Linked DNA regions of Mus musculus: regions 1 and 3 are each linked to region 2. Evidence: chromatin contacts called from public Hi-C and HiChIP or PLAC-seq data. All regions are on one chromosome and are shown on one strand. Each heading gives the region's core, a stretch centred on a gene start, on an enhancer-like site or on the middle of the called end of the contact. The rest is flanking DNA. Distances are from core to core; before and after follow the strand shown.

Region 1 (2,884 bases), core at 162-2,661, 430 kb before region 2:
ATTTTATTTATTGTCCAGAAACTTACCTACAGAATTATTTGTATTTAAAATTTTACTTGCAACTACTATTAGACAAGCCCTATAATTTATGGCCGGTTGAGTACAATAATTTTTTTCTCTTTTATTTTCTTTTATATTTGTGTTCCAGCTTTTAGTATGAACTATATTTTCATATTGAAGGCTTATTGTATAACTCTGAGTCCAGACTGACCATACCCTGCATTGTTTTGCCGATTTGTTCATAGACTTCTATTTTTGCTCTAACAGGTCTGGACTTTTTCTGTTTGCTGCTTTCATATGCTGATTTCAGACTGCGCTTGATTCTCTCATTGTGTTCTAAAGAAAGGTTTATCCATTATTCACTGAAATAATAGAAATTAAAATGTTGTATAAAGACAGGCGGTGAGGCTTTATTTAATTAAACAAAAAATAATGATCTAGAAAATGCAATGAAAAGTGGGGATGGGGGCAGGGCTTGTTGCTGAAAGTCCTTACTGATAAGAGAAAACGGAAGTCTTCGTTCAAGAAGAAAAAGTAAGGGAAATTAAGGTCAGACTGTGTATTTGGAATATTCATGACTAAAAACGAGTGGAAGCAGGACTTTTTCATTGTGTGATTCTGAAGAAATGCTAAGATGCCATTGATTTATATTTCTCAAATCCTGCTTCGGGTAGGTGCACAGGCGCTTGTGATAAACAGGGGCTCTAGGTAGCAGGCACATGCATCAGGCGATGGCTAGAGTCGGGCCTAAACTCCTCTGTAGTTATCTCCACTTCTACTTTGCGCAAGTATCATTGAGGGATGTGGCGTTGGGGTGGAGGGGACGCTAAGATAGTCTCCAATTGGAGAACAAAACTAAAGGGACTGTAAATTCTGTGTTGCCTGTCTCTCCCCAGCCCCCCTTTCTGGGTTTTAAGGTGGTTTAACAGATTTTCCTTTTTCCCCGTGGCATACTGTTTACATTTTCTACTGATTCCTACAGTACTTGTTCTTGTGGGAGAAGAAATGAGGAAATATATAAAGAATAATCTGAACAGTAGAAGGATTCTCTGATTTCTCTCTCAGCAGTGGTTTTCCATCCGAGTGGCTCCTGGGTAGGGAGTGTATCAAGCTAGGTTGGTGCCAGCTGGGTGCAAATTGCCTCTATTTCATGTTGTCTGCTTTGTACTATTACCTGCCTACAGCAAAACAGGGCCCCTCCAGTAGAGTAGTCTCTTTAACCAAATATCAAACAAATTAACCTTTTGGTGTGTTCCTAGGGTCCTCTCAAGTGAAGGAACACTCCTGTGACATCACTGATGGCAAAGGTTAGCCTAAAAGTAAAATGAAATCATCCGGCCAGCCAGGCCCTGCGGGAGAATCAAGGCTTGTAATTAGATTGAAGGCTCCTAGGAAACAGAGCCCTGTTGCCGGCAGAGCACTCGCAGAAGCTAATTGGAGTAAGCTTTTGCATCAGCGCTCCTGCTCCGCATCACTTACAGCCTTGAAAATAGCCGTAATGATGTATGACGATTGAGTCACTCCCTAATTTTAGCAACCCAGGCTAAACATGAATTACAAGACGAACATGTGCTTGACGTTGTTCTATCTCTCATTTGAGAGTTCTGGGATGCTCTAGGTCTGGACTGGCTCACAATCGTGGTGGTTCTCTGAGAGTGGCAGAGCTTGGAGTAGATCATGCTAGCAGGCTCAGAGAGCTTTGCTCAAGGACCAAGCAGATTCCCTCTGTTCGAACCCATGATAGTCCTTGTTTACTTGTCTGGTTGGGTGTCTTCCTACCTCTCTTGCCAATTGTTCTTTTTTTTTCCCCTTCAAACAGAGTCTGACCAAGACTTGCAATTGTTTTAAATGATTTCTGTGGTCAGTTAGGGAGAAAGAAATCTGATTATCAGGCAAATAAGCTGAATTTACCATCTGCCTGGCTATCGTGACTCAAGCCAGAAACAAACTGACTTGGGAGGCACAAGAAAGTGAGCAGGAACAGACCCTATCTTGTTATTTGATTGTCTGATCTCCTTGCCAAACCATCACACCATCTTTCACTTACATAGCTCCCTTCTTGTGCTTCTCAGGGTATAAGAAACGGGCGAGTTTTTGTTTCTTCATGGCCTTCAAGTTTTAAAGAGTTGTCAGTCCTTGGGTGATGGACTTATTATAACTAAGATAAGTAAACATTCAGGACATATTTCTTACTACTCTTGAGACAGCTGCCATGTTTGAATTCTCTAAACCTCCCATTCTGCGTTCACAGAATAAAAATTCTGTGACCCATGATTGGCATTCATAAACACAAAGTTTTATTTCGGGCAAATAGGAAATGGTGAGGGTGTGCCATGAGTTATTCCTTTGGAAATTGTATTATAACAACACTAAAAAAAGAGCTTAGATTTATGGACTTTGCTGTGCACAAGGCTGATACTTAATCATGTTAAATGATGATGCCATTTAAAGCTCATGCTCCTTGCACAGGTGGAAAACCCAGGCATTTGCATGTCTTTACAAAGACACACACCAAACAGATTTGTGAAGGACTCACAAATGGAACAGTCACATCGCAGAAGCCTATACAGATCACAAGTCCCTGTTTTCAACACGTCCACATAGCTATCCCAAAGCAAAACTCTCTCCATGTGCTCACATTAAGTCTGTTTATTTCTTATATATGGATGGCTTTTACATTTTGCACTAGCTAATCTCTTGTCCTATTTCAAATCAGAATCTGGATATTATTTACCATCTGCCTCTGTGGGATGCACTTGCCAAGTCCCTTAATTTGGTATAATTGGCAAGTTTTCAGTGTACATAATTTATATTAAAAAAAAAAAAGCTACCCTGAAAAAAAGATTAATTAAACCGTTTCTTCTGGGTCCCTAAAAGTGCAGCG
Region 2 (2,792 bases), core at 24-2,523:
ATGTGTTGTATTTGGAAATTGAAGTGTTTTGACTTATCTCTATTATTTATTAGACAAAAAAGGAGACAGAAGCAATGGGGGCTTGTATATACACAGTTCTTTAAATGGAAGCACTTCTAGGAGGTGGGACAAAAGGTTTCCATTGATTTATTTTCCTTCATTGACCTGGTTGGGGAGACGGTGTGTGTATCCCTTTCATAATCTTTCTAGTTACATCCTATCATTGTACCAAGACATAGCAGAAATGTGATGGGGTTTAGTTTACCTCATTGTGTAGGTGTACATATGCCTTTTGCCATGAAAAAAAGCAAGAATCTCCTTTTCCCTATTGTATGCTTCTAATACATATCCGGAAAGTTCCAGCTGACCCCTCAGGATTTCTTAGAAATAGACTTTTGTAACTCTTCTGTATTTTCTCCTCTTGTTGCTCTCTTTCTGCTTTTCAACAATGATTTCTTTTCAGTTGGCATTCTCTGAAAACCAATGCTGTTGCCCTTGGTTATGATTTTATATTTTAACCTTATTGCCTCCTTGACATTTACCTTTCTAGCTATGATCTGCCTTTTCCTAGCAGCAGGGACCTTCATCCCCTTCTGTGCCACATAATAACAAGATCAGAAGGACAGATGGGGGATGCTCATGGCCTGCTCTCCAGCTGTAGTTTGGTCTGCAGGGTTAGACCTATTAGTATGCATTTACCTACTTCCGAGTTCTTCTTGGAGAACAAGTTAGTTATATATGTGCTCTGAACTACTGGATTCTGCTTTTTATTCCTCCTCTTCGTTTTCCTCTGGTACTAATGGCCAGAAAAGCAGATGCTCTTTGAGCACTAGTTCTAAGTAACAGTCCTAGGCTTTTATTAAAAGAACATTAATGGAAAAAAATCACACACTGAAACCTTTTGTTTATCTTCTCTCTCCACTTGCTACAAAAATAATTTTTAAAAAATCAGATAAAAACATCGACCTGACAGATTTCTATCCTCTCCAATGTATGCCATGGCTGTATTTCTGTGGAAGATTACCAAGGTTTTCTATTCGAATTGAATTGTGATTTTTGCTTCACTGGAGATTTTGCTGAAGCCAAGTGTACCTTACCCTAGAGAGATGATTATCTCCAGTAAGACAGCTATGGTTAACTTACTTTGACAAACATAACCTGTCTCTCTCCTGAAGCTCATGTTTCTGCTTTAAAGCACTGTACATCTTGCCAAGAGACAGGATTCTCACTTCCTGTTCTCTAACTAGGACACCATGTGGGCAGCTGTGTTAGTCAGCAGAATCATCAATCCATGGGGATGAGTCATGCTTTTAACATTACTCCAAACCTCTGTACACCATGAGTCACCTTGAAATTCTCCTGGGTACTCTTTGCTGAAATGAGGAGCCGATGAAAGCAAGAAGAGTGTCTAAATGAGTTTGCTAATTCCAGACTCCTTAAAAACAATACAATAAACGCTGCGAGAATTTCAAGCTGAGAGCCATTTAGAAATGTATAAATCCAAATTGCAAGAGTTTGGCATTCAAGCAGCCCTTGTTGAGGATTCTGAAAGAGAAAGGGCTCACCCAGGCACAGCAGCTGATTTCTACTTGTGCTTTTTGCAGAACCAAGGTAGTTTGCATTAAAATCATATGCTTCAGGGTTGTTTGTTACAGTTTACTTGACAAACTATCAAGGTATATTGAGCAGTCAAAGTACTCCTGCATTGCAATGATTAGTATGGTTTAGAAATATTTTGAACAAAATGCCATATTATCTGTGCCATTAGATTCTCTTGTTGGCCTAATTTCTAGTGCGTCTGCACACACAACCTTACTAAAGGCTCATAATCAGAGAATATATTTATATCCCTGACTTTGAACCTGATTATGTGACTTGCTTTAAATAGAAGCAAGGGTGATTGTATGCTCAGTGGTCCTTGAAGTTGGGAGAGGCTGACCTTGTTTCTCCTCACCTGTTTTTAATTCTCCTGTTATGAGAACATCTCTAGTTAATCTGCTAGTAAAAGTGGATGGAAGACACAAAAGCAAGGCCAGCAATGTCTGGACTTCCCGGGAAGCAGTTCTATTGTATGCTTATGACATGGCTTCACCAGGCATATCTAGTTTTAAACCAGCTACACAGTTTTTAAAAAGGCATATTTCTGAAAATATATGTAGCCATCCAGTGGCCACGGAGAACTGGGTATACCTGGAAGGAGAGCTGAGGCGGTCAAGAGAAATAACAAGCCAAGATAATGTTTCTCTGATCATGGCTCAAATTTTAATTTTCAGCTCTGTGTTTCTATAGGCAAAACCCAAAAAGCCATCCCTTTGTTTCAGATGGACTGAGCTGTAAAGTAAACTCAGTAGGTGGTCAGCTCCTCAAGGCTCAGGCAGGAAGATGCAAATGTAGCCAGACTAGGTTCCATGACCAGAGACTTGTTTAGCTAACTCAAGGCTGGGGGAAGGGCACAGATTTTTGTGTAAATCCACTCAGAAGTGATCTAACAGCTTTAAGACAGGTATAACAGAGTCACAATAAATAACAAATATGTAAGTTACATATTTTCAGGAACTGGAGTGTATGAGAACAATCCATATTGTTACAAAATCACCATCAGATAAGGTACATAATTCATTTATACTGCTATCTTTGCCCTCTCTCTATTTTCTTTATATCTCTCACAGGGTACTGTCCATCCTATGTCAGGCAACTAACCATCTGCTTAAGGGTTTTAGGCGTATTAGTGAAGGAGGGATCTTTATTAGTTATGCTTTCTTTTTTTTTCAGCCAAAGCCTTTTAGGATGAA
Region 3 (2,768 bases), core at 50-2,549, 450 kb before region 2:
TTTACAAAACACACAGAAGTAAATATTTTCAAGGATTTAGCAGTAGTCACAATATCAGAAGTTATTTATCAGGAACACAAAATAGTAAAGCTATACAGAGTTTTTCTGAGGTAAATGTGCATCAAGGAATTTCAAAAGATAGAGAAAAATCCACATAGGGATGAAGGCAATGAGAACACCCCTGTAAATGGTTCCTGCCAAACTGAGATCAAGGCAGCAGGGATTTTGTGTGGGCAATCTAATGTCACAGAATTCAAATCTTCTACTGAGATGAGCTCTTATGCACATGAAAAACATTTTGTTCTTATTACACAATTAACCATCTATGGACAACCTTGAAAAGAGTACCCATTTGGAGAAAGATGGAGATATATACATCTGGGAGAAATTGTCTGCTGATAAGGTATATAAAATTAGAGATAGATTTTTTTCATTAAGTCTCATTTAAAAGTAGATGTAAGATAAATTGATGATTCAAATTTGTGTGAATGTGGCAAGTTACCTATATTAAATATAGTAGGCCAGCAAATTATTTATGCTGCATATAAAATCTTTGTATATGCCATATATTTACAAACAATGTAGTTAATTTATAAGTATATATTAACTGATATTTACTTATCTTATCAAATGTTCATAAAAATTTGAAATAAGTAGGATTCCATCATAGTCATTTTGTACTTGTTTATTAGCTCAAAAAAAAGTCCAACTTACAATCAGAACTTCTTCAATAACCTGCTGAAGTTATAGATTTTGCCTAGAACAAAATAAATTCCCAAAACACATCTACATCTTCTAAATAGTAACAAAAATCCTAGCAATAAGCTTCCTAACATAGAAATGGTCAGTAGGCAAATTGACCATTTAAAGTTGACAGGAAGATCACTATTTTGTTACCCTGGTAACAAAAAGAAAGATCTGTAAAATGTGCCTGTTATTCTCTGATGGGAATTTGTGCATGTGTTTATAATGTGTAGGAAGTGGTAATACTGAGAATTGGATGTATACTTACAGTGTTTTGTTCTGTTATTAAGCAGTTTTGATATAAAAGCTGTTTACACCACTTAGTTAAAATATACTTACCCAAACATTGCAAACATTATTCTACATAAAATCATCTTTAGACATTCTTGTGTGTGTGTGTGTGTGTGTGTGTTTGGTTACCCCCAAACACACATGCCGCCTGCTTTGGAAAAGGAAATAACATGGAATTTTGTGGTTAGCCTGAACTTTGAGAGTGGCTCGGTGCTCTTCTCCGCAGCTGTGGGCTGTGGGAATCACTAGGACTGAAACAGAAGAGGAGGACTGTTGGGCTCATTTCCTCTTTATGTTCCTTCTTGCTCTTGGAAAGAGGCACAGTGAGTCATACACAGGGGACCAGGAGAAAATGGAAGCAATGAGATGTGAGTGGTCTGACTTTTGAATTTCCTTTCCTCAACCTCTCCTTTCCCTGGGAAAGGGAGAGTTCCTGCTGGCTGCACCAGCCAAGCAGCCTCATGCTGAAAGAAGGCACTGTTGGAGCATGGCTTCCTCTCTCTGTTTCCATGAAAGTGATGCACTTGGCTCAACTCTGCTATGGAAGAAAATAGAAGATTTCCTTTTCCTATCCACTCATCCTAACTCTTATCTGAAGGAACCTGCTAGAAAAAAAAGATCACGGAAATAGCTAGCTGTCCTGAAATATGTCCTCCCTTCTCCTCCTTCCCCTCGCCCTTCCTCCTCCTTCTCCTCCTTCTTTTTCAGTTCCTAAATTCTGAAACTTACCTAGGCATCATTGTATTATTTACCATTCTTCATGACTGTTTATTGTAGGCTTAGATTTCTTTCAAAACCGACTTTATTTAGGGGTCTTAATCACTTCAACCTTCCTTCTAACTCACCAACCAGAGGTAGGGAAGAAAGACGGTCAATAGGAAAACAGGGCTGTGGACCTATTTAGAAGTAGTTCATTGGGGTGATTCTACTCGCCATTGCCAGGATACCAGCAGTCCTGTTCAGTGGCAAACACCAAACATGAATCAGTAGCAGTGGCACGATCCTGCAGAAACAGCAAGGCTTCACCAAAGACCAGTAGAGACCAGTGAAGCTTTGCACAGTGTAGCAAAGGAAGAGTTCTCTCACTGTTTGTGGGGTTCTATTTATATTCTTTCTAAACATCACATGCCCTCTGAAGTGTCTGTTTTCAGCAAGATATTGCATGCCCTCCCACAAGACAGCTTCCAGAAAAGCATCATGTGACACAACTGAGTTATTACAGAAACCCAAATTTCCAGTTTAGTTTCCTCAGTCTTCCCTGAAGTTGTATTTAGTTACAGCATATTCCTGAGCTACTAGATTTAAGCAGAAGAAATGTGTGTAAATTCTCTGGGTCAAAATGAAAAGTTTCCAACTTTGTTGTCTCTTTTCTTGACCAATTAATACAAAAGATTTGTAGTTAGAACTGAGAGTGTTAGTTTGGGCCAGGTGCTGGAAGCACTGGATAAACATGGCAGAGAAGCTAGCAGAGTCCTGGTTCCCTTATAGACATGAAATAAATCTCTTTCCCTAAACTTGGAAAAGAGTAAAGATTAAAATCTCATTTACTATTGTAAACTCTCTTACACTATTGTGATATGTCTCTATTATAGCCAGGACTCTGAGAAATTCCTCAGTTACAAAAAAAGAATCCAAACCTTCATGCTCCCCGGAATAACCTACAGCTCATTATAAAACGTTGATTCTTAGTCAACATGAGTGATAAAGTGTATGTATCACTATATTAATCTATA

Evidence for each region. Hi-C and Micro-C count contacts between places; a contact is called where the count stands out from the background. HiChIP or PLAC-seq counts read pairs in DNA pulled down with a chosen protein or histone mark.
Region 1: a contact with region 2 is called in a Hi-C map of the N1E-115 cell line, with 4 times the contacts expected there. The contact joins two enhancer-like sites. A contact is called at or near these places in 2 of 484 Hi-C or Micro-C datasets (the N1E-115 cell line and cortical neurons).
Region 3: an H3K27ac HiChIP or PLAC-seq map of embryonic fibroblasts shows a contact between it and region 2, with 7 times the contacts expected there. The contact joins two enhancer-like sites.

The regions. Positions count from the first base shown.
Region 1 is chr10:17,022,743-17,025,626 of GRCm38.p6, reverse strand. All of the region lies in intron 1 of Gm20125 (predicted gene, 20125), which reads left to right. Among named protein-coding and RNA genes, the nearest start is that of Gm20125, 72 kb to the left of the region's middle. Within about 2 kb of position 1,411, at least 28 of the 459 cell types and tissues checked have an H3K27ac peak or open chromatin away from gene starts, as enhancers often do. A contact at or near this core is called in the N1E-115 cell line, where this site is marked.
Region 2 is chr10:16,588,097-16,590,888 of GRCm38.p6, reverse strand. No RefSeq gene overlaps it. Among named protein-coding and RNA genes, the nearest start is that of Gm20125, 510 kb to the left of the region's middle. Within about 2 kb of position 1,273, at least 113 of the 459 cell types and tissues checked have an H3K27ac peak or open chromatin away from gene starts, as enhancers often do. A contact at or near this core is called in the N1E-115 cell line and embryonic fibroblasts, where this site is marked.
Region 3 is chr10:17,041,747-17,044,514 of GRCm38.p6, reverse strand. The region is part of intron 1 of Gm20125 (predicted gene, 20125); the gene reads left to right. Among named protein-coding and RNA genes, the nearest start is that of Gm20125, 53 kb to the left of the region's middle. Within about 2 kb of position 1,299, at least 30 of the 459 cell types and tissues checked have an H3K27ac peak or open chromatin away from gene starts, as enhancers often do. A contact at or near this core is called in embryonic fibroblasts, where this site is marked.